Linked DNA regions of Mus musculus: regions 2, 3, 4, 5, 6 and 7 are each linked to region 1. The links are chromatin contacts, called in public HiChIP or PLAC-seq and promoter capture Hi-C maps. All regions are on one chromosome and are shown on one strand. The core of a region is the stretch at or near the end of the contact, and the rest is flanking DNA. Distances in the headings are between cores, read along the strand shown.

Region 1 (2,882 bases), core at 258-2,757:
ACCCTGTCTCAAAAACAAACAAATAGACATACAAAGGTTGGAAAGGTGGTTTAGTGCCTAAGAGTAAATGTTGCTTTCGCAGAGGACCCAGGTTCAGTTTCCAACACCCATGCAGTAGCTAAGGACTGAATTACAGTTTCAGGGGCTTTGGAACCCTCTTTTGACATGTGTGCCAGGTATACATGCAATGCACATATGTGCTGTAAAACATTTATATACATAAGATAAAAAAAAAAAAACAAAACTGTGGTGCTTTGACTAAGAACGGTCCCATAAGCTTATATTTGAATGCTTGGTCACCAAGGAGTGGCCCTATTTGAAAGAATTAGAAGGCTTAGGAGGTGTGGTCTTGTGGAAGGAAGTCTATCATTAGGGGTGGTTTTTGAGGTTTCAAAAGCCCATGCCAAATGGTTGTCTTGCTTTCCAAGCCTGCAGATCAGGATATAGCCATCTCTCAGCTACTGCTCCAGTACCATGCATGCCACCATGCTCCCTACCATGCTGATAATGGACTAAACATCTGAAACTGTAAAGAAGAAAAAGTCCCCAATTAAATGTTTTCTTTGATACGAGTTGCTGTGGTCATGGTGTCTCTTCACAGCAGCAGTGCCTGGGGAATGTATCTTTAAAACAAGTAAAAACTCTACAAATCCCCAGAAAGTTGAAATTTTCCTAAGCATATTATACATTTGATGACGTTAAGCTACAAGTACTCCAAGTATGTAGCTTGGAAATTAAAACAAAACAAAACAAAAAAACCAAACAAAGGAACAGAGGGTAAAATGAAAATTCTTGCCGGGCAATAGTGGCGCACACCTTTAATCCTCAGCACTTGGGAGGCAGCAGCAGGCGAATTTCTGAGTTCGAGGCCAGCCTGGTCTACAGAGTGAGTTCCAGGACAGCCAAGGATACAGAGAGAAACCCTGTCTCGAAAAACTCAAAAAAAAAAAAAAAAAAAAAAAAATAAATAAAATTAGCTTTCTATATGTATTAAGCAAGTTTCAATTCCTCAACCACCTAGTAAGGTAAGGACTATCATGAATTCTGTGGTTATTCTAATTCTCTTAAAAAGAAGTTGAAGGATCTGGCAGGCAAGTCGGGGCAACTTAAGCGGCCTCACTTCGTGTTTTTAAAGTTTGAAAAATATTGAGTCAGCATATATAATTAAGTGTCAAAAAGGAATTTCGGCCGGATGTCCCAGATACGACTGAAGCTCTGGTAAGACGCTATAAATGGGATCTCTCACTGACTGCAACAGTACCTCGTGCGGTGCAGTCCCGGCCTCTACAGGTTTCCCGGGAAAGGCGCCGCCCGCTCCTTCTCAACCAGTCTTGCTAGAGTAGGAGTATACTTTAGGAACAAAAGCGCTCGGAGTGACCGCATCTACAGCCACTCAACGCCGAGAACAGACCGGCGGCCCTCGTTCAGTGCAACTTTCAATTGGTGGAGTAGGCCTCCAGGAGGCGGGACGAAGCGGAAGTCCCGCTTCCTTTGGCGTTCCTGCCAATCACAGTATCTTAGAGAAAAAAGTGTTAGGGTGAGTCGCTGAGTAGCGTAGTGGGAGTCCGGAGGGCGGGGCGGGGCGGGGATCCGGCAGGTCGCTGAGGTGGGGGTTGGTAGAGGACGCTTCCCGAGGGCGCGCGGAGCGGAGCTGGTGACAGACACGCACGCGCGTGTGCGCTCCCAACTACTGCGCGGCCCCGCGACCCTCGGGGGTCGCTGAGAGGCCCGGCGTCGGCGCCGCAGCCGTCTAGGATTTCTGTCCAAAGGCGTCCCTGGCGTCCCCAGCCCGAAGCTCCAAGCTCGGGGCTGCGCGTGCTTTTGCCGGCATCTCCCCCCGACCCCCCCGTCGTCAGAGACTGTCCCTTAACTCATCTTTCCGCACCCACAGCCGGGTCCTCGCGGCCCATGCTGGCCGCTGGGGACCCAGGCAGCCTAGGTCTGTCTCGGGCCGGCCAGCCGGCCACCATGGTGGCCCTGAGGCCTGTGCAGCTACTCCAGGGGGGCTAAGAGACCCAGAACGCGGGCCTAGGGGTGAGGGGATCCAAGGCCGGTACCTCGCGCCATGGCCGGAGCCATCGCTTCTCGCATGAGCTTCAGCTCACTCAAGAGGAAGCAGCCCAAGACATTCACGGTGCGGATCGTCACCATGGACGCCGAGATGGAGTTCAACTGCGAGGTAACCGGCCGCCGACCCCGACGGGCTGTGAGTGGAGAGCCGCGGAATCTCTGCCTGTCTGGTGGCAGCGACGCGGGTCCCTACCCATGGGGTGCCCTCGCTGTGGTGACAGTCGAAGTGCAAGCTTAAGGGATTCCGTATATATCATTATCTGGAACCGGAAGAGGCTTTCTAGGGCCAGATCACAAGTTAAAGCTAGTTGTTTGTTTGCTTGTTTGTTAAAGTGGGGTTCTTGGTTTTGGCATTTCCCGAAGGTTATTTTCATTCATTTGTTATTGGGAAACACTGGAATCTTCCGTAGAAACGAACCGGTGTGCAGTGTGTAGAACTCGCGCCTAAAACTCCAGGGAGTTTTTCGCTAGGTATTAACTGTGTACCCTAGGTCTTAAAAGTTACATCTAGTTATATTGGAAGCTCGTACTTTTCCCTGTTCCAAAATTTTCAGTTTCTGGAAAAAACTCTTTGAGGAAAGAGTGTCTTACATTTACTCTTTATAGTTTCTAACATGATGATAATAGCTATCATTTTGTTGAAGAGTGTGTATGTGAGTGAGTGTGTGTGTGTGTGTGTGTGTGTGTGTTTGTGTTTTCAGGGCCTTGTGTATGCTAGGCATGCACCCCATCACTGGGTTGTATCCACAACCCTGAACACTTGCTAAGTGTCAGACATTTACACATTTGACTCTCAAAAAACAAACAAACAA
Region 2 (2,882 bases), core at 241-2,740, 1.8 Mb before region 1:
CCTTCATTTCCTTTCTGGTCCATTTTATCTTTGTTTTGTTTGTTTGTTTTTCCTTTTTGTCATTTTTGCTTTTGGTTTCCTACTAAGAAACTACTGTTTAATCCAAGATAGTAAAAATGTGTTTCCCCTTAGGAGTTTTATATCTATATTATCTCTGACCTTTTTGAGCTAAATTTTGAATTCAGCATGAGACTCTTAAACAAGAACCACCAAGGTAAAGCTAGTGTGGCAATATAATGCTAGCTACTGTAAGGCTAAAGCAAGAGAAGCTTCCCTGGATAATTCAGCAATCTTTTATTAACAAGAACCAGCGTTTACGCTTGATTTTAGCCACAAAGGAGAGAAGTAATACACTCTTACAAACATAAAGATTTTTCAAGGAAAATTTTAAGTTAAATTTTCCTTTCTACAAAATTAGGGCCAGCAGGATAACTTAGTGGGGACCTGGGGGTGGGGGTGGGGCATGTCTTTTGTCCTGCACTCCAGAGGCAGAAGGAGGGGGATCTCTGTGAGTTCAAGACCAGCCTGGTCTACACAGCGAGTTCCAAAACAGCCAAGGCTACAAGGAGAAACGCTGTCTAGGAAAACAGACAGTTAGTTTAGGGGCCACTTGACTGTGAGTTCAATTCCCAGATCCCACATGATTGGAAGAAACAAATTTCCCCAAGTTTTCCTGTGATCTCTTCATGCACACATACACCTTTGTCCCAGAGATGCCGTCTGTGGTTTCCTAGCACTGGGATTACTGGGAAAACTCACCTCCCAACCATCCTACCCAGCATTTTGTACTATCTCCTCAGTCCTGCCGTGCGCTAAGGCAGGGCCTTCTCCAGGTCGTCCCGGCTGTCCTAAACTTGGTATGTAGACCAAGCTAGCCACGACCTCAAAGATCCTTTTTCCTGTCTCCTGGCTGGGGTTTTAAGGTGTGTGCCACCACGCCCGGCTATTCTGCTTCTTGATGCAGGGCCTCCACAGTAGTACAGGCTAGCCCTCGGCCTCCTGCCTCCATTACTGAGATTACAGCAATTTATCGGTGTGCCGTTGTATACGGTATGTCCTTTACTTGTTTAATCTAGACAAACTGCTTGCATTTCCGAAAAGACCTTCAGCTGGAGCTACAACTCGCTTCTCTGTAATTACCCGACACCTGGCAATGCCTTCCCGCCCCGAACCCCAAAGTCAACACGGCGGTCCCAACTCACGCCTCTCCTACAGGACCTGTGAAAGGCCCAAGGGAGTGGGGCAGAACGGGCTGACATCAGAGTCGCTACCCAAACTCCGCACAAGTAGGAGACTCTGGCCCGACGTGCCCTGCCGTGTAGAATTCACCCTCTCCTTCCCGTCTACGTTTCCCACGACCAGGATCTCACTACACTTCCCAGTACCGGAAGCCTGAGCGCAACAAAGATGGCGACTGCGGAAGGGGCGGAGGGCGTGGCCTCCGTCCGGGAGCACTGGGCCACCTAGCTTCCGGCGGCGCGCCAGTGACGTCAGTGAGCGCGCCAGGCCGCGTGGAGGCCGTAGGCTGATGGAGGTCAGTGAGGGTGATCGCCGCCGCAGTCTGGCGTCCTGGAGAGACCGGGTTTCTGAACGTGGGTATCCGAGACGGGAAGCGTGGCTGGGAAGGGCAGCAGTTAGTAAGGACCGGCGGGGCTGTTGTGGGGGGAGCCAGGAAAGGGACTCTCGACACCGTGCCCCAAGGGCGCTGTTCGGTTGCAAATTCGGTTCCGGGCTGCGATTGCGCACGCGCTCCTCGGCCCGCGGTAGACACGAGGCCTATCCCGGGAAGCTCCGCTGCCCGCAGTGACCCTTGGCGTCCCCTGCCAGTCACTTTTCGTGTTTCTGCATTTTAGGTTTCAGGGTCGATATTTACTTAGTCGCAGGTCTTGAAAATCGGTAGTTTGCCAGTGCTTTTTTTTTTTTTTTTTTTTTTTTTTTTTGGTTTTTTGAGACAGGGTTTCTCTGTGTAGCCCTGGCTGTCCTGGAACTCACTCTGTAGACCAGGCTGGCCTCGAACTCAGAAATCCACCTGCCTCTGCCTCCAAAGTGCTGGGATTAAAGGCGTGCACCACCACGCCCGGCTCTCCAGCGCTTCTTTACTGTCTGGGTTCAGTAAGTGATGGATATTGGGTTTGGGCAGATGTCCCCCTTCTGAACCATATTTTATTTCCGTGTAAGTATAATTAAGCTAATCTTTTTACAGCTGCAGTAATGTGTTCACATAACAGTAAAATTAAGCTAGCTATATACCCGAATCCCGGAAGCAGAAAAAATTGAGGTGTTTTCTCCTTTAGTTGAAGCAAAGTCCAGTAACTTGTCTCATTTGGTTCTATCTCACCTTAGGGAACAAGACTGGCAGACTTGCCGAAAGAAACGTCATGTGGTTATGTAGCGTGTTCTCGAAAAAGGTAACATTTTGCAGGACTTAGAAAAAGGCAATGCCGTGCCCTGTGATTGGCAGAGAACGCAGTAGCCAGTTTTGCATTGTGAGATAAAAGTGTGAAGTGTAGTTGGAACAGAGCCTGTATTGTAGGGGTTGGATTAAGATTGGCAAGGTGGTGACTCTGGGTGGTGTTAGGGCTTGTTTGCGGTGATCGATTCAATTTGTGAGTTTTGCTTTAAGGGTTCTGGGGTGTGACTCAGTTGGAACTGCTTGTCTAGCTCACATAAAGGCCTAGATTTGATCTTCGGCACTGAATAAACCAGGAGTGATTGGCTATCTTTAATGTTAGCACTTGGGAGGTGGCCGCAAGAGGAATAGAGAAGTTCAAGGTCATCCTTAGCTATGTAAAGTAATTGTAGTCTTGTTTCTTTCTATGTATATAAGTGAACACGGGGACACATGCAGGCACACAGCCCGGGAGAGAGTCAGGTCCCTGGAG
Region 3 (2,882 bases), core at 287-2,786, 1.6 Mb before region 1:
ATACTTAGAAGTATAATGGTTGGTACACTGGTAAGACCATTATCATTTGATTACAGTATTGCCTGGGGAACTGATTCCAAACTTGAACACAGGGTTCTGTTATCTGAACACATTATTCCATTCATTCCACTCACAGTTGTCCATATCTTCATATCTTTTTTTAAAAGATTATGTGTGTGTGTGTATACACTTGCTATACTCCAGACACACCAGAAGAGGGCAACAGACCCAATTACAGATGGTTGTGAGCCACCATGTTGTTGAGAATTGAACTCAGGACCTCTGGACAAGCAGTCAGTGAACCACTGAACCACCGCTCCAGCCCCATGTTTGTTTGTTTTTGAGAAAGGGTTTCTTTGTGTAGTCCTGGCTGTCTTGGAACTTGCTTTGTAGACCAGGCTGGCCTGGAACGCAAAAATCCACCTGCCTCTGCCTCCTGAGTGCTCGGATCAAAGACGTCACCCCACCCCACCCCACCCACTCCCCTCAAGTACTTGTCCATATATTTAAATGAATAATTCATTTAGAAGTTCATCCCTTCCTCGTTTAGCATTAAAATTATTTTTTCATAAAGACCTGCTCCAAGTTGCTTCTTCTGATGGAGGTTGATCTCAGAGCTATAGTCCCTGTCAAAAGAAACAATTCAAATTTTGAGACAGGTATTGTCTAGCTGGAGATAAATTTCTAAAACAATGGCTTGGAAAAATCCTACCACAAGAACGAAGTCTCAATACAACAACAAACAAACAACAACAAAAACCGTAGAAAACTATTTTGCTCACAACTAACTCCTACAACTGGTCTGTGCTTCCTAATGGGAAAAAAATTAAGCTTTGAAGCTGGAACCAGAACAAAGTCTAAGACTTCTGATGAAGGCTGTATGCAAATGACTACATTCACCTAAGTGCGTTTCTCTAGCTGAGAAATGGATGTGGCTCTCCCAAATCTCCCGGGCTCATTGATGATCACAAAAATAATAAAACCTTTTAAAGTTGTGTGAATGGGTTGGCGATAGCTAGAGAATTTAACTAGGTGCGGACTACGATATACACTTATTCCTAAATTTTCACAATAGCTTTTGCACAAAGGTAACTCTACTTTAGACATTTGACCCTGTGCTACCTAAACGTTCCCCTTAAACTTGTTGCAATTGAAGAAAAACAAAGCAAAGAAGTCCTGGCGGGCTCTGAAATGGGCGGGAAAGGCACAGCTGTGCCGAATCGCTCCAGTCTATTGGTTCACCGAGCTGTTGTTCCCAGCCTCCCGCCCCCGTGCGGCCGACAATGTTTTCATTGGCTTTCCTCCTCTCTCATTGGTTCATTCTTCTGTTCATCAGAAGTCCGCGCAAGGAGAGCGGCGGAGAGAGTGTCAATGTTTGGTCGGAGGGCCCACCTCCAAGGGCCGTGTGCAAAAAACAAACAGCGGTTAGGGAGGCGGCACCGGGAGGGCGGAGTTATGGCTAGAAGGAAGCGTACAATTGGCCGGCCGCCGAGGTTCAAACGAACAACGTGAGCGGCTATTGGTGGAGGCGGCGCGAGGCGGGCCCCGGGCATTGTCCCGCTCTGGCTGCGGCGGTCCGACTGCGAGAGCGGCGGCGGCGGCGGCGCGGGGCTGCAGTGGGCGTCGCGCGGCCGAGACCATGGTGAGTGCGGGGTCGCGCGTGGAGTGGGCGCGCAGAAGCCCCGGACGGCTGCTCCACCTGGGGGATCGGGAGTGGGCGGTGTCGCGCTTCGGAGCCGGAGTGCCCGCTGTTCCGGACTCCGCCGGGGGTTGGGGGGGCGCGCCGGACGCGGGAGGCAGAAGCAGGGGGGCGGGTGCTGCGCCGCACAGAGGAGGTCCGGCTGTAGCCCTGCGAGTTCTGAGGCTTCGGCTCAGGGTTACGTAATGCCCCCCGCTGAGGATCGGAGGAGTTCTGATCCTGCCCACCAGAACCGCTCGCCTCGTCAGCGGCTTGCCGGTTATTCTTTGGAATAGAAGTTTATTTACTTGGCTTCATCTTAAAGTATCTTTTCATTCTGTAGTTTAGATCTAGTTGAAAGTGACTTCTAAAGAAAGAAAGTGAGTAAAACTTTAGCCCCATTCTGAAATTGAGGGGAAAGTCCTAAAACCAATCGAGACCTATGTGTTTCACCAAGATTAAGGGGAGTGACGCTCTCTTTTTGGAATTATATTTCTGTCGGTATCCTGCTTGAAATATGCTTTCGCTGTTATAGAAATAGTAAGCCTTCCCAAGAAGGACTCTCTGCATGCACTTAGAGATTAGTTAAGGAAAAGCTCTTTATCTTTTCTTTGACGCTTGTCTGGCTGGGCTAAGACTCAAGCAAGAGCCTGCCTCCAACTGAAGAGCTTACTAATTTATGTACATTTTAGATGTGTGCATTCCACAGACTCTGTTATCCTGACATCTCTTTTGAGGTCCCAGGTTACACTTTGAACAATTTAAGCAGAGACAGGAGATTGCAAGTCTGACCGCTGAAGTGGATAGATTTATACATATTACTACATATGGCTAGGAGTATTTTTAAGTATGCCACTGTTCTTTTTCAAAGTTATTACCGAGGGTCATCATACCTACCTTGCAGAATTACAAGCTGGTTTATCTTTATCTGGGCCTAACTGCTGGTCATAGATCAGTTCTGTCTCCTTTGTCACGGGAATGAGTCTGATTGGGTGGCCCATCCTGGTGAACAGTTGTCTCCTAACATCCTAAGTTCCATGTTTTTAATTTGCAGGCCTGCTTAGCATACTGCTTATCTTCGAGGGGTTTGAGAGGCGGTCCACCTTTAGCTAAATTTCACTTGGGCCAATGTTTCCTGAGCAAATCTATTACTAAATCCATTGTAACATCAGTTTTATTACTTTGTGTTTCATCTACATTTTCA
Region 4 (2,882 bases), core at 120-2,619, 1.6 Mb after region 1:
GGGAGTTCCAAGCCAGCCTGGTCTACATAATTAATTTTAGATCATTCAAAGTTACACAGTTAGATAAAAGAAAGTATGCACCCGTGTCCAAAGCCCAATTAAACAATTACACAAAGCAAATGGTCGGTCCCTCTATGTCCCTCATCATCAGACCCATAAACAATTCTCCCCTCAGGGTTCAGGGGGATCCTCCCGATCTAAGTGTCATGAGTGAGTCCTCGGCATTACAGGAAAAACCTTCCTATGGGAACCATTCTTTTACCTCCCTTTTTCTTTTTTTCCCTTTTTTATTTTATTTTTTTCCCAGTTTTTCGAGATAGCTTTCTCTGCCTTGACTGTCCTGGAACTTGCTCTGAAGACCAGGCTGGCCTGGAACTGAACTCAGAGATCTACCTGTTTCTGCTTCCTGAGTACTGGGATCAAAGGCGTGCGCCTCTATCATCTGGTTTATCTACATTTCCTAGAATGTACTTTCTGGCATGGTGTGTGGTAGTCGAGGGTTGCCTTGAACACAGGAGATCCTTGGTCTCAGCACCACCAGGAGACACACTCCGGTACTTTTTTTTTTTTTTTTTTTTGAGACAGGGTTTCTCTGTATAGCCCTGGCTGTCCTAGAACTCACTCTGTAGAGCAGGCTGGCCTCGAAGTCAGAAATCCGCCTGCCTCCCAAGTGCTGGGATTAAAGGTGGGTACCACTACCCTATGCCTCTCTAAGTGTATTTCTAACAAACAGCCTAGAGAGTATAATGATAAAAGGCACAGTTCTATTTGTCCATCTGACAAATTCGGGACTCACTTCCAGTCACACTACGCTTTAGTGGCTGTAACCTTATTTTACACAATAAAAATGCTTTTATATTTATTTATGCATTCCCTTCTAATTTGTGCTAACATAATTTCCAACTTTTCAACATGATAGCTTCTCCAAGTAATGGCTCTCTCTGGAAGAGCTCATTCGATCCACTAACTGTGGCTCGTTGAGTGCCACACTCCTTCTTTAGGGTTCCTGGTAAACAAAGGATCCCTCAAAAATTGTGCCCCCCACCCCTCTGAGTCTCTCTACAACCCCCCACCCCTCTGAGTCTCTCTACAACCCAGGAAGCCGAGGTCTGTCCTGATGAAGAAAGGGAGCTTCCAAGTATCTGCGCGCACTCTGATGGTCGCCGGGTTTAGGTGCACGCTGGGCACGGGAGTCGAAGGGGCGAGCGCAGGTCCGGCGGGGTGGGGCCGAGCTGCGCGCGACCCTCGGCGCGCTCCGGGAAGTTGGCCCGAGCGACCGCTCTGGTCACCTCACTGCGGGCTCTATGACACCGCGCTGGCTGGCGGGACAGGGAGGAGTCGGCGGAGAAGGCGGAGACCGCCCATCTCCGAGAGCGTCGGCGCGGACTTCTCGCGGAACCGTGTCGCGAGCTTAGCAGATCCCGCGCTTGCGCGCTGCAGTGGTGGCCAGAGGCGCGGCGGGCGCGAGAAGGGGGACCTAACCAGTGTGGAGGCTGGTGTGGCCTTAAGCCCTCCGCCACCATGAGCGGGACCTTAGCGAAGATCGCGGAGATCGAAGCCGAGGTAAAAGGCGCAGCCGGCGCTTCTCTCCTGGCCCTTCTGCGGCGCTGCGGCTCCTCCGGTGTTGCGTCCGCGGCGTCAGGGCCTGGCTTCCACCCCTGTGCCACCAGCTGCCATCGCCCCCGTAGTCTAAACCTGCGCTGCCGCAGCCCCGTCCCCATGCAGCCCCTTCCCTCAGTTCCTCGGGCCTGGGCTTCTCAGCTCCCATCCGCCAGCTCCGTCTCTGCGCAACCTCCCACATCCCACACCCAGCACTTGCTCCGGTTTTCGGCGCATGTCTCGACATTATTTCTGTTTTTCTTGCTTTTTTCTCTGAGCCACACGACTTCTATATCCCAGACTCCGTGATCCGATCACGGGCTTTGAGGTCTTGTCCCGTTATTCCTTGCCCACTTGCCACTCACTGGTGGTCCCCTTTTACACGCCGTTGGTTGTGACGGTAAGATCTGGGAGTAAGTAGATTGTACCTGGATGGCGCGTCATCCCTGAGACCTTCAGGGCTTTTTAAAGTCCGTAATGTGACACCCTTCTTTTAGATTGGGTACCGTAGAAACGAATCAGCAGATGCATTTTAATTCCCTCTGTGGATAGAAATTCGAATGACCGTGGGTCCTTTCACGTTGGGTCTCGTTTGTTTCTTTTGTGGTGAAGAGAATGAACTGGAGAGGGGAGAGGGAATTCAGTTTATTTTTATGTTTCTGTGTGTGTGTGTTCAGCATTACTTAGGGGAATCGTTCTGTTCAGTCATGGTTTCTGGGATTGAGTTTAGGTCTTCCAAGTTTGGCAGCAAGTGCACTTGAGTGTGTCTATCTGGCCCTGGATTTTTTCCCTCTCTCCCTCCCTCTACCTCTCTCCTTTGTTTGGAGACAGGGTCTTGCTACATACTTCTGGATGTCAGGGATCCCATTGTGTAGATCACGCTGGCCTTGAACTCAGACAGATCTGCCTCTGCCTCCAGAGTGCTGACATTAGCCAGGCTTGGTTTTTCTTTTTAAAAAATACTTAGTTGCCTGTATCCTCTTCAGTCTGCAGTTTGCTGGATGCTCGTGAATATGAGCCATTTGGTCTTCCCCTGAAGCAGTATTTCAATAGACAGTTTGTTCACCTTCACCTCTATTGTGGGCGTCTAAGGATAAAAAATAATTCTTAGGTGGAGCTCAGGAGGCCGAGGCCAGTGGTACACTAATGAATTCAATGCCAACCTGGTTTACATAATAAGTTGTAGTACAGTTAGGACCACATAAAGAGACCCTGTGTTAAGAAAAATTAAAATGGTTACACTGACATTAGAAAGCCAAAACATATTCTCAGCTTCTGGGAGC
Region 5 (2,882 bases), core at 157-2,656, 1.6 Mb before region 1:
CTTGACTAGATACATGCTGGGTGAGGGCTAATTAGAACCTAGTGCTCTTTTTATGTGCCTACCTACTATGTGTACCCAGCACTGTGGCAGGCGGGCAATCGGGAGATCTAGCTTTTGAGTTAAAAACTCACCAATGATAGCTTCTGGAGTTTAACAGTACAGACACTAAGTAACATATTCCACTATGGCCTAAGGGCTAGTACTGAGGCTAACAATAATATTTAATTTTGGGGTTTTTTGTTTTTTTCGAGACAGGGTTTCTCTGTATAGCCCTGGCTGTCCTGGAACTCACACTGTAGACCAGCGTGGCCTCGAACTCAGAAATCCGCCTGCCTCTGCCTCCCGGGTGCTGGGATTAAAGGCGTGCGCCACCACGCCCGGCTGAATATTTAATTTTGTAAAAGAAAAACGCCAATTGTTTAGGGTACTCTAATTACTAACTGATCTTTAAGCAGCCACTTAACCTCCAGAACTAATTAAGTAGGTAACTACTGGCAATCCACTTTGGTCAATGCAAACTGCAGCGTGGCCAGTCATAACATGCCTGTCTCACTGAGGGTAATAGGGAGGGGTTCAGAGCGCCTCCCCCGCTGCGCCATCACTGCGACAGGAGGCGGTCCTTGGGCACCAGCAAAAGCCAAGCCTTTCTCGTTTCCGCTCGGGGGTGGGGGACGCGGAGGGGTATTTTGAGCCTCCCTAACCAAATGTGGCTACTTCGGACCAAATGGCCAAAGGTTCAATTCACACTCAAGTCTGCTATAAAACGATTATTTTATATTCTTCGTAGGAACCACTAGGTTTAGGAAACCACTAGGTTTAACCGGGCTAACGAGCACGTCCGGGCTCTCCGAGCCTTCGCCCCTGAGACCTTAGGCAGGGTCCCTGCTCAGATCCGAGTAAAAGGCTGTGGGGCTCCGGAAAGCAGGCTGGGAAGAGGCCCGCGGGGCTGCAGCGCCGCAGCGGAGCAGGGCGGGGCCCAACGGCTGGGAGAAGGGAGAGGCGCGGAGCACGTGCGCCCGGCCTCGCGGGGCCCCACAGGACGCAGCCACGTGCGCCTGCGGGGAGGCCGGGACGGGCGGGGACGGCCCCCTCCCCCAACGGCCGCGCCCCGCCCGGCTTTGTCCGCAGCCCGCCCAGCCTCCCCGCGCCTCGCCAGCCTCCCAAAATGGCCCCTCGTCAGGAAATGGCGCCGCCACCCGCGCTCGCTCCACCGGAGGGTCGGGCCGCGCCCGAGAGAGCCTCCCCCTCCACAGCTCCCGGGACCCCACCCTGGAGCACCACTGCCCACCCGACCTCGAAGGAGACGCGGCCCAAGGGCTCGTCATCGGCCGTGATGTCGAAGAACACGGTGGGGTTGACCATGGCTGCAGCAAGCGGCGAAAAGCGACAGTGGCGTCTGCAAAGCGGCACGAGCCTCGCCGCGGCTTCCTTTATACCCGGTTCGGGCCCCGCCCACCACCGAGTCGCGCGCCCGGACCTGGATCAATCACAACTGCTTTCCAAACGGAGTGACGGCGCGACAGGCCTATGGGCGGGCGCGGGCGCGGGTGGGGCGGGGCGCGAGGCGCGCGTGCGCTGTAGCGCGCAGAGGCAGGTTCCCGCCCGCGGGCTCCTACTAGATGGTTGCGGCGCGGTCGGTGGGGGAAGAGTCCGAGGGCAGTTAGGGAGGGTGGCCACGCAATCTGGCTGTCCTTAGGAACGCGTCGGGGCCCCTGGTCTTCCCCAGTGGTACCGCGTATCTTCCCATTGCACAGAGCAAGTAACTGAGGCAAACATGGTCCTCAAGGTCGAGCGGCCCTTCAAGGTCGGGCGGGGTCCTGAGGCGCTGCCCTCTCTGCGGAAACTCGAACAGGCAGGCATCCCTGGGCCTAGATCCAGGACCCACACCGTCATTGTGCAATGGCAACCGCTTCCTGATAGGTCCCTGTGAGCGCCTCCGTTTTCTTAAACTCTGGGGAACGGGCACAAGCAGCCCCCTCATTTTAAAGATTATGAAATACTTTTTAAATGTCCTACTTTCCAAATATATCTTGTGTTTTCTCCAGGAGGAAGCTATTTAAACACGATCCTGGTCAGAGTCTACCTGTAATTTTTTTCTCCCCGACCCCCAATACCCCAAGGTCTTCTCATTTCCTCATGTGGCCTAAGGCGTGCTCTCAAAGGCTTCACACGCCTGTAAATCCCACCTCTAGGTAGATGGAGACAGGAGGATAGTGAGTTCCATACAGCCTGAGCTGTAAGTGTGAGGCCCTGCCTCATAAACAAAGCCTGAGTATGGGAAAGTCGGTGCTGTGGAAGACCCTTCACCATAGCGTCTGCTGGAGTTGGCTCCCGAGCTGTAAGGCCTTTAGACACAGAACCTCAGGAATGTGGGTCTGGCCATGCCTTATTTGGATGAATCAGACCAAAAGCACATTAGGTTGAACTACAAAGAGTTTTGATTTGCCAAACTGGAAAATTCTGTACCAGTGTGCTTTGTGCATATAGCATCATGTAAACCTGCTTTTCTCAAAACTGTTAAGTGCTTGCAGGACAAGCTCAAGGACCTACCTGCGTTTGGATCCCCAGCACCTATGTAAAAGCCAGGCCATTGGGAGGAGTCTGTAAGTCCAGGCCTGGAGGCAATGGAGACTGACTGGTTAGACAGTCTAGGCAAGACTGAGTCAGTATAGTGGATAAGGTAGAGACAGGGATGGGGAGAAGGCCCCATGGTTAAGAGCACTTGCCTTTATTTTTAACTAACTGATTGTTTTGGTTATAGTTTGCATTTTAGGAGTTCTTTGCATATTCTGGGTTTAATTTCTTACCTGACATATAATTTGCTGATATGTTCTGCTGTCCCTCCGTTGAGCCAGCAAGATGGCTTAGCAGGTAAAAGTGCT
Region 6 (2,882 bases), core at 157-2,656, 1.5 Mb before region 1:
TTCCACTGTAGCTACTAGAGACAGTAGGGGAGGAGCAGGCAACATCCAACCCTTCTGCAGGACTGACAGGCTGATGGTTTCAAGTCACTGGCTTACCCAGTAGTGAAGCTGGATCCCCCAGGGTAGCTCCCTCGGCCATACACGCCTTGCTGTACGTAGCTCTTGCTAGCACCTCCTTCAGCAAACGCCTGCTGTCCCAGGCACTGCGGGGAGGTCAAGGCAGAGCTGCCACCTGCCACACCAGGCATCATGGAACCACCAGGGGGGCTTCCTGCAGGGCCCATGGGGTTCCCTAAAACCTACAAGGAAGTGGGAGTCACCAGAGAGAACCAGCCAAACTACTGTCTTTAAGACACAGCCCTAAAGTGCTAGATGCCAAGAGATGCCCAGCAAATGGGGGAGGACCTGGGTGGCAGGAGTGGTTGTCTATAGTTCTGACTGGAAGGGTCTCTGGAGCCAGGGGAAGACATCCCATGGTAGTACAGAAGAAAGGCACCTAGTGACTTGAGACCCTCAGGAAGCCCCATCCTTGTGCTTCAGACAGTCCGCTTGGTCCCTGGTTCTTGGAGCCCTAAGATGGTAGAGGCACCACCAAGACTCTGGATCCTGAGGGCTGGGGGGTGGGGGTGGGAGTGGGGTGGCCCTGATACACACTCACCTGGCTCTGGGTTGCGTTGCCAACTCCCCACACAGTAGTGACCACAGACAGTGACCCAGCTGGCTGAGTGGCACTTTGTTGCCAAGGCACAGACTCATATGCAAATGAACCATCACTAAAAGAGAGCAGCTGGTTAAGGCAGGGTCAGAAGGCCAAGGGCTTGCTAGAGGCAGGCCACAGAAGCCCACACTCACCCGTGTGGTGCAGGGGGCAGGGCGGGTTTCATGGGGTTCATGGGGTTCATTGGTGATGGAGCAGCCTACAGGCCCAATGTGCTGGAGCTTATCCGGGAGTTGCTGCTCCGGCTGCGGGACAGGAGGGAGAAGGCAGGAGCTTAGATGCTCATGGTAGCACGGACAAAGCCAGGGTAGTAGCGTTGGCAAATGTCAGCCCAGAATGCAGTGCAAAGCAACTCTAACAAGGGCTCTGTCATCTTAAGCCATTGGATCAACCCTGGAAAGGGCTTTCTGATATCAAATACTTCCCACATTCCCTTTCCCATATAAATCATAGGAAGCCAGGAACCCTCAGCAGGCCCTGGAGAAGGTCAGAGGGGTAGCCCCCACCCTGCGGAGCCCAGAGACCTGAGAAGGAGCAGAGCTTGAGTGTTCTTTGAGGCAGATGCTGAAAAGTCAGGCAGCAGATGTACAACGGCAGTCCATCCACCAGGTTGGCCTTAGGGTGGCTGTACCGACACGGCTGACACAGGACACAGGCACTGACCCAGCCCCTGGTTGGCAGCTCTCTCCTATCAAGAGGGTGGCAGAAGGGCTTCAGGTCACAGGACCTTCAAGCTGATCCAGACGACTTGAGGGGAGCAGGCGTGTGTGTGTGTGTGTGTGTGTGTGTGTGTGTGTGTGTGTGCGCGCGCGCGCGTGCGTGCATGTATGCATGCATGTAGGTGCACACACACACACACATACACACACACCCCTGAGACAAATATGACCTTAAGTATATGGTCAAGTGGACATCTTGCCCCCCCCCAAAGACCCATCTGTGACACTTGTGAATTCCCAACATGGCAGTGACACACACAGCACAGCAGGTGTGGGGGGTAGTCACAAAGCCAGACCATGCTAACGCACATCTACAAGATGGGACCAACTGGGCTTCATTCTTAGAAAACCGTAGCAGTGGCTGGTGGACAGGGAGGCAACAGCAGGTAAGAGCAGCGACTGGTACAGAAGACTCCCACTCCTTGCCTTTCTCAGTGCCTCATCCACTCAGGTCCTAATATACCCTGGACCACATGCGTGCCTACCTCTGCTTGGTCTCACCAGAATGGCACACAAGCCATGTGTTGGGCACTTCTCAGGGACCTCTGGGAAGGCCTGGGTGCTCCTGTCTGAAACCCTCTCTTGGTAGGGGCTGTGTGATTGCCACACATACCTTTTGAACCATTATCAGATCTGGTGATTTCCATCTTCCACTCAGCACTCACAAGCCTCTTGTCTAGGGGAGAGAGGGGTATCGCAGCACCCACTCAGCTCTGGAACAAACATTTCTTTGTGCTTACCACTCAGGGCTCAGTACAGACCTGGAGGCTCTGCAGGGCAGGGCTACACACACAAAGCCCCAGAACGGATAAGAGAAAGAGAGAAAAGGGGACTGTGACTTGCCCTTGCCTGGGCAGCCTTAGGCTCCCAGAGATCCTTCTCACACCCAGCACCAGGCTACCAGGGAAGAGAAACCTCATCCACCTCATCCACAGGCTCTGTCCCCTGGCCCTCAGAGGCAACTACACTTGATTCTAGCCCAGGCCAGGTCCTGCCTAGGCAGCTGGAGACAGAATGTGCCAGACTGGCAGCAGAGGCTGGCATCTATGTTGCTCCTGCTGGATCCTGGCAGCTGACCTGGTGGGAAGAACTCCTCCCAAGATCTGACATGTGGGGTCTGGAACAACCATGTGGATGTCAGGAAATAGGAACAGGAATCAAGACAAAAGCACGACTTAATGGAAAAGAGAAGAGATGGGAAAATAGCCACACAAATACTCCCAGAGACACCAAAGCAATTCAGTGGAGGAAGGACATCTCTAACAAGTGGTACACGAGCAACTAGAGCCTACCAGTAAACAAAAAACTTCAGACACAAAATATGACGGGGGTGGGAGCATCTCTAGATGTAGCTTAATGGCAGAGCACTTGCCCTGTGTGCTTACACACGTCATGCTCTGAGTTTGAGCCTCACTACTGTAACAACAACAACCGAGTCACAGCAT
Region 7 (2,882 bases), core at 218-2,717, 1.4 Mb before region 1:
AAAAAAAAAGAAAGAAAGCTGCATAGTATGTGATACAAAATGACAAGGATAGAAAAAGAGAAAAAGACAATTATAGTGTCACTTTCCTAACGCCACCTACTAATCTACCTGGTTCCACCTTCAAGGGCAAGGCTAGAGGATCAGACAAACAGAGGAACTCCAACGGTGTCCTCTGCTCAATGTCAGAGCACAGGATACACAGACACAAGTAGGGCCTGTAAGGGCAATGAAATCCACAGAAAAGCTGGGGGAAATTTTTACTTCTATTTTTAGTTACACGCTTCTACTTAGGGTGATGAAGACCAGTTGCACATTCGCAATAGCTTCACTATATACAGATAACACTTACGGACGTAGAGACCTCCATCGAATACAGGTTGACCCCACTGACCCCACTTGGGCCTGTAGAGGTGTTCCTTGAGTGACCTTTTGACGTCAAGGATCTAAAACTCCACCCTCCAATGATGCTTAACGCCGCCATTTTCTGATCTTACAGTCAGGAAGTTGAGTTACGCATGCGCACAACACCTAGCCCGTCACTTCTCATTACCTTTAATCCCTTTTCCACACCTCACCCTGCTCCTTCACCGTGTAGATACTCAAATGCCCTACACTCCGCTCTCCTGTCTTTACATGGTATCCACGTGAGGATTCTTGCCGAACCTGTCACTTCAGAGACTGGCACACTGCTCGGTGGGCAAAAGAAACATGATCTGGTAACTCATGCGAGGGCACAGTAGCAGGCTTCCCAGTCACTCTGGGTATAACTCACATCTGTCACACACTCTCGCGAGGAAAGCGGTGCGTGGATGGTGTTTCTAGGGAAACCAGTGTCACCTTGGCCGACAGCCTGGTTTACCTCATACCGGCAGGTGGGGCTGCCGCAGGCACCAAGGTCAGCGCCGTGTCCGGGCACGGCGAACACAAGGACGGCGGCCTGCTGGGGTCAGCGCACGCAGGACAAAAGAACGCGCGCGGGCCAGAGGGAGCGACCGGTCCACGTGACACGCCGCGACCTTGGGGCTCTCCCGGGCCGCCAGGCCACCTACTCCCTAGCCCGCCACCTTCGCGGCTCCGCCGCCAGAGCCAATAGCGCTCGGCCCCCCGACCCCCGGCGCAAGTCCGCGTCCGCCAATCTCCGCCCGCCTGGAGGACCCTGCCACGCCATTGGCTATAACGTCTGTCCGTCAGGTCTCGTCCCCCGCCCACCATCGCCGCCCTCCGCCAGCCCGGCTCTGTCCGGCTTCACGCCCGTCACTCAGGCACTCCGGAAGCAAGGACGCATAGGCCTCACCCTCGGCCGCGAGCTCCGGGTGTCAAGCGCCGAGCCTCCCAGCCCTGGACGGAGCCCGTCTGCCGCACAAGGTTACCTGTCTCCCGTTCAGCTCCACCCGAGTGAAGCGCCGACACCACTCCGGGCTCCAAACTCTCAGCCCCGCCCCGGCGTGTGGCGTCAACGCGTAGCCCGGCCCCAGAGGAGCGGCCTGCAAGACAGGCTGTGGGCGTGACGTGACGTCACAGAATTGGGTTTCAGTCGCTCGCTCGGGCTTCGCGCCAATGCAGAACTTTGCATCTGGCCAAAGCCAGCCTGTTGCTCACTGTCTTTCGGCTGTCATTAGCAGTTACACGGGAGACGCTTCCGAAGCTTGTTAAGAACCTGGTACATTCAGGGCGTGGGATGCCGTCTGATAATTGAAGCGTTTGGCGGGCCGAAGCAGGAGCGCTGCGACTTTGAGGCCCACGGGCTTTGTATCCAAAACAAGCTGCCCTAAATAATAGTTGGGTTGGTAAAATGTATCCCTGCACAAAATAATTTGAATAACATGAGTGACTATTTTGAACACTTGTTTTGCAGCAGTCCTTATGAAGATTAGTTAGCGAGGTCTAATGTGACTTGGTTGTCATGCGACTTGGGTGTTCCTGCTAGTATTCTGACAGGAAGCTGTGCTGGGGTCCCCCTGGATCTTCCTGGCTCCAGAGCCTGCTCTAAACAGACAAAATCCACTAGTTAACCTGTTACACTTCACTAATATGAAATGTTCCCCGTGTCAAAATGTTAAGCCAGAGCCTGGCTGTGTGAGTGCACACCTTAAAGCAGAGCACTCAGAAGCAGAGGCAGGCTCATCTCTGAGTTTGAGGTCAGCCTGGTCTACAGAGAGAGTTTCAGGGCCACATAGAGAAACCCTGTCTTGGGAAACAAAATAAAAAACTAACAAAAATATTCAGCCAGATTTTGCAGCACACACCTGCAATTTCAGAACAGAGAAAAACTGACCAATTGGGAGGTCAAGATGGGCTACATAGAGTTCTTGTGGGCAGCCTGGGCTACACAGTTGGATCAGGTCTCAAAAAGGAGAGTGGTTCATTTCATACTCATGTCTTTTGTTGTTGTTGTTTGAGACAATGGCATGTAGCTGAGGCTGGATTCAATTTCATAATGTAGGCTGACCTTGCTCTGTTTCTTTTACCTGCATATACCAGGTGCTAGGACTATAGCTATAAGTCCCATGCCCAGCTTCATGCTCATGGCCTTTAACTCTCCGCTTGTTTCTCTTTTTTAGCAGAGTAGTTTTTGATGGACAGCAATACAGACTGTCAGTTTATCCTTGCTATGTATGGCAAATGGCACCAGTGCTGGATGAGCTGGCTGGAGAGTCCTTTTGCTCTACTGAAATAGAAGTCACAAGTAGTCACAAGTATGCCAGAAGCTCTTCAAGCTTTGGTAGCAGTGATAGGCCACAGTACAAGGGCAGAAGCATCAGCAATGGTACACGTGAGTTGTCCTCCCATGGACCTGGGGTATATCGTCCTAAGAAGCCTAAGGGCTAAGAAGCCAAGATTCCTCAGCCCACAGTTAGAACTTGCTATTGCAGCTTAAATGT

The links. Promoter capture Hi-C pulls out the DNA fragments that hold promoters and counts their contacts. HiChIP or PLAC-seq counts read pairs in DNA pulled down with a chosen protein or histone mark.
Region 2: a contact with region 1 is called in a promoter capture Hi-C map of pre-B cells, with 5 times the contacts expected there. The contact joins the promoter of Tbrg4 here to the promoter of Nf2 in region 1. A contact is called at or near these places in 2 of 39 promoter capture datasets (neutrophils and pre-B cells).
Region 3: a contact with region 1 is called in a promoter capture Hi-C map of pre-B cells, with 6 times the contacts expected there. The contact joins the promoter of H2az2 here to the promoter of Nf2 in region 1. A contact is called at or near these places in 2 of 39 promoter capture datasets (maxillary cranial neural crest and pre-B cells), 1 of 484 Hi-C or Micro-C datasets (B cells) and 1 of 115 datasets of contacts at active chromatin or transcription factors (large pre-B cells).
Region 4: a promoter capture Hi-C map of liver shows a contact between it and region 1, with 4 times the contacts expected there. The contact joins the promoter of Drg1 here to the promoter of Nf2 in region 1.
Region 5: a contact with region 1 is called in an H3K27ac HiChIP or PLAC-seq map of embryonic stem cells, with 7 times the contacts expected there. The contact joins the promoter of Ppia here to the promoter of Nf2 in region 1. A contact is called at or near these places in 1 of 39 promoter capture datasets (pre-B cells) and 2 of 115 datasets of contacts at active chromatin or transcription factors (astrocytes and embryonic stem cells).
Region 6: a promoter capture Hi-C map of liver shows a contact between it and region 1, with 4 times the contacts expected there. The contact joins the promoter of Zmiz2 here to the promoter of Nf2 in region 1. A contact is called at or near these places in 2 of 39 promoter capture datasets (liver and pre-B cells).
Region 7: a contact with region 1 is called in a promoter capture Hi-C map of pre-B cells, with 6 times the contacts expected there. The contact joins the promoter of Ogdh here to the promoter of Nf2 in region 1. A contact is called at or near these places in 3 of 39 promoter capture datasets (liver and pre-B cells) and 1 of 9 other capture datasets (adipose tissue).

The regions. Positions count from the first base shown.
Region 1 is chr11:4,848,169-4,851,050 of GRCm38.p6, reverse strand. Nf2 (neurofibromin 2) reads left to right here and starts at 1,507. Exons shown (of 17, transcript NM_001252250.1): 1 at 1,507-2,179. The coding sequence starts at 2,066.
Region 2 is chr11:6,624,675-6,627,556 of GRCm38.p6, reverse strand. Tbrg4 (transforming growth factor beta regulated gene 4) reads left to right here and starts at 1,490. Exons shown (of 12, transcript NM_134011.3): 1 at 1,490-1,592; 2 at 2,344-2,408.
Region 3 is chr11:6,443,097-6,445,978 of GRCm38.p6, reverse strand. H2az2 (H2A.Z histone variant 2) reads left to right here and starts at 1,536. Exons shown (of 5, transcript NM_029938.1): 1 at 1,536-1,642. The coding sequence starts at 1,640. It also overlaps the pseudogene Gm11970.
Region 4 is chr11:3,264,950-3,267,831 of GRCm38.p6, reverse strand. It overlaps Drg1 (developmentally regulated GTP binding protein 1), which reads left to right and starts at 1,369. Exons shown (of 9, transcript NM_007879.2): 1 at 1,369-1,563. The coding sequence starts at 1,522.
Region 5 is chr11:6,414,391-6,417,272 of GRCm38.p6, reverse strand. It overlaps Ppia (peptidylprolyl isomerase A), which reads right to left and starts at 1,406. Exons shown (of 5, transcript NM_008907.2): 1 at 1,294-1,406. The coding sequence starts at 1,362.
Region 6 is chr11:6,393,649-6,396,530 of GRCm38.p6, reverse strand. It overlaps Zmiz2 (zinc finger, MIZ-type containing 2), which reads right to left and starts at 1,406. Exons shown (of 19, transcript NM_028601.3): 1 at 1,243-1,406; 2 at 853-963; 3 at 659-773; 4 at 97-299. The coding sequence starts at 902.
Region 7 is chr11:6,290,182-6,293,063 of GRCm38.p6, reverse strand. Ogdh (oxoglutarate (alpha-ketoglutarate) dehydrogenase (lipoamide)) reads right to left here and starts at 1,467. Exons shown (of 23, transcript NM_010956.4): 1 at 1,371-1,467. Gm46270 (predicted gene, 46270) reads left to right here and starts at 801. Exons shown (of 1, transcript NR_168687.1): 1 at 801-2,882.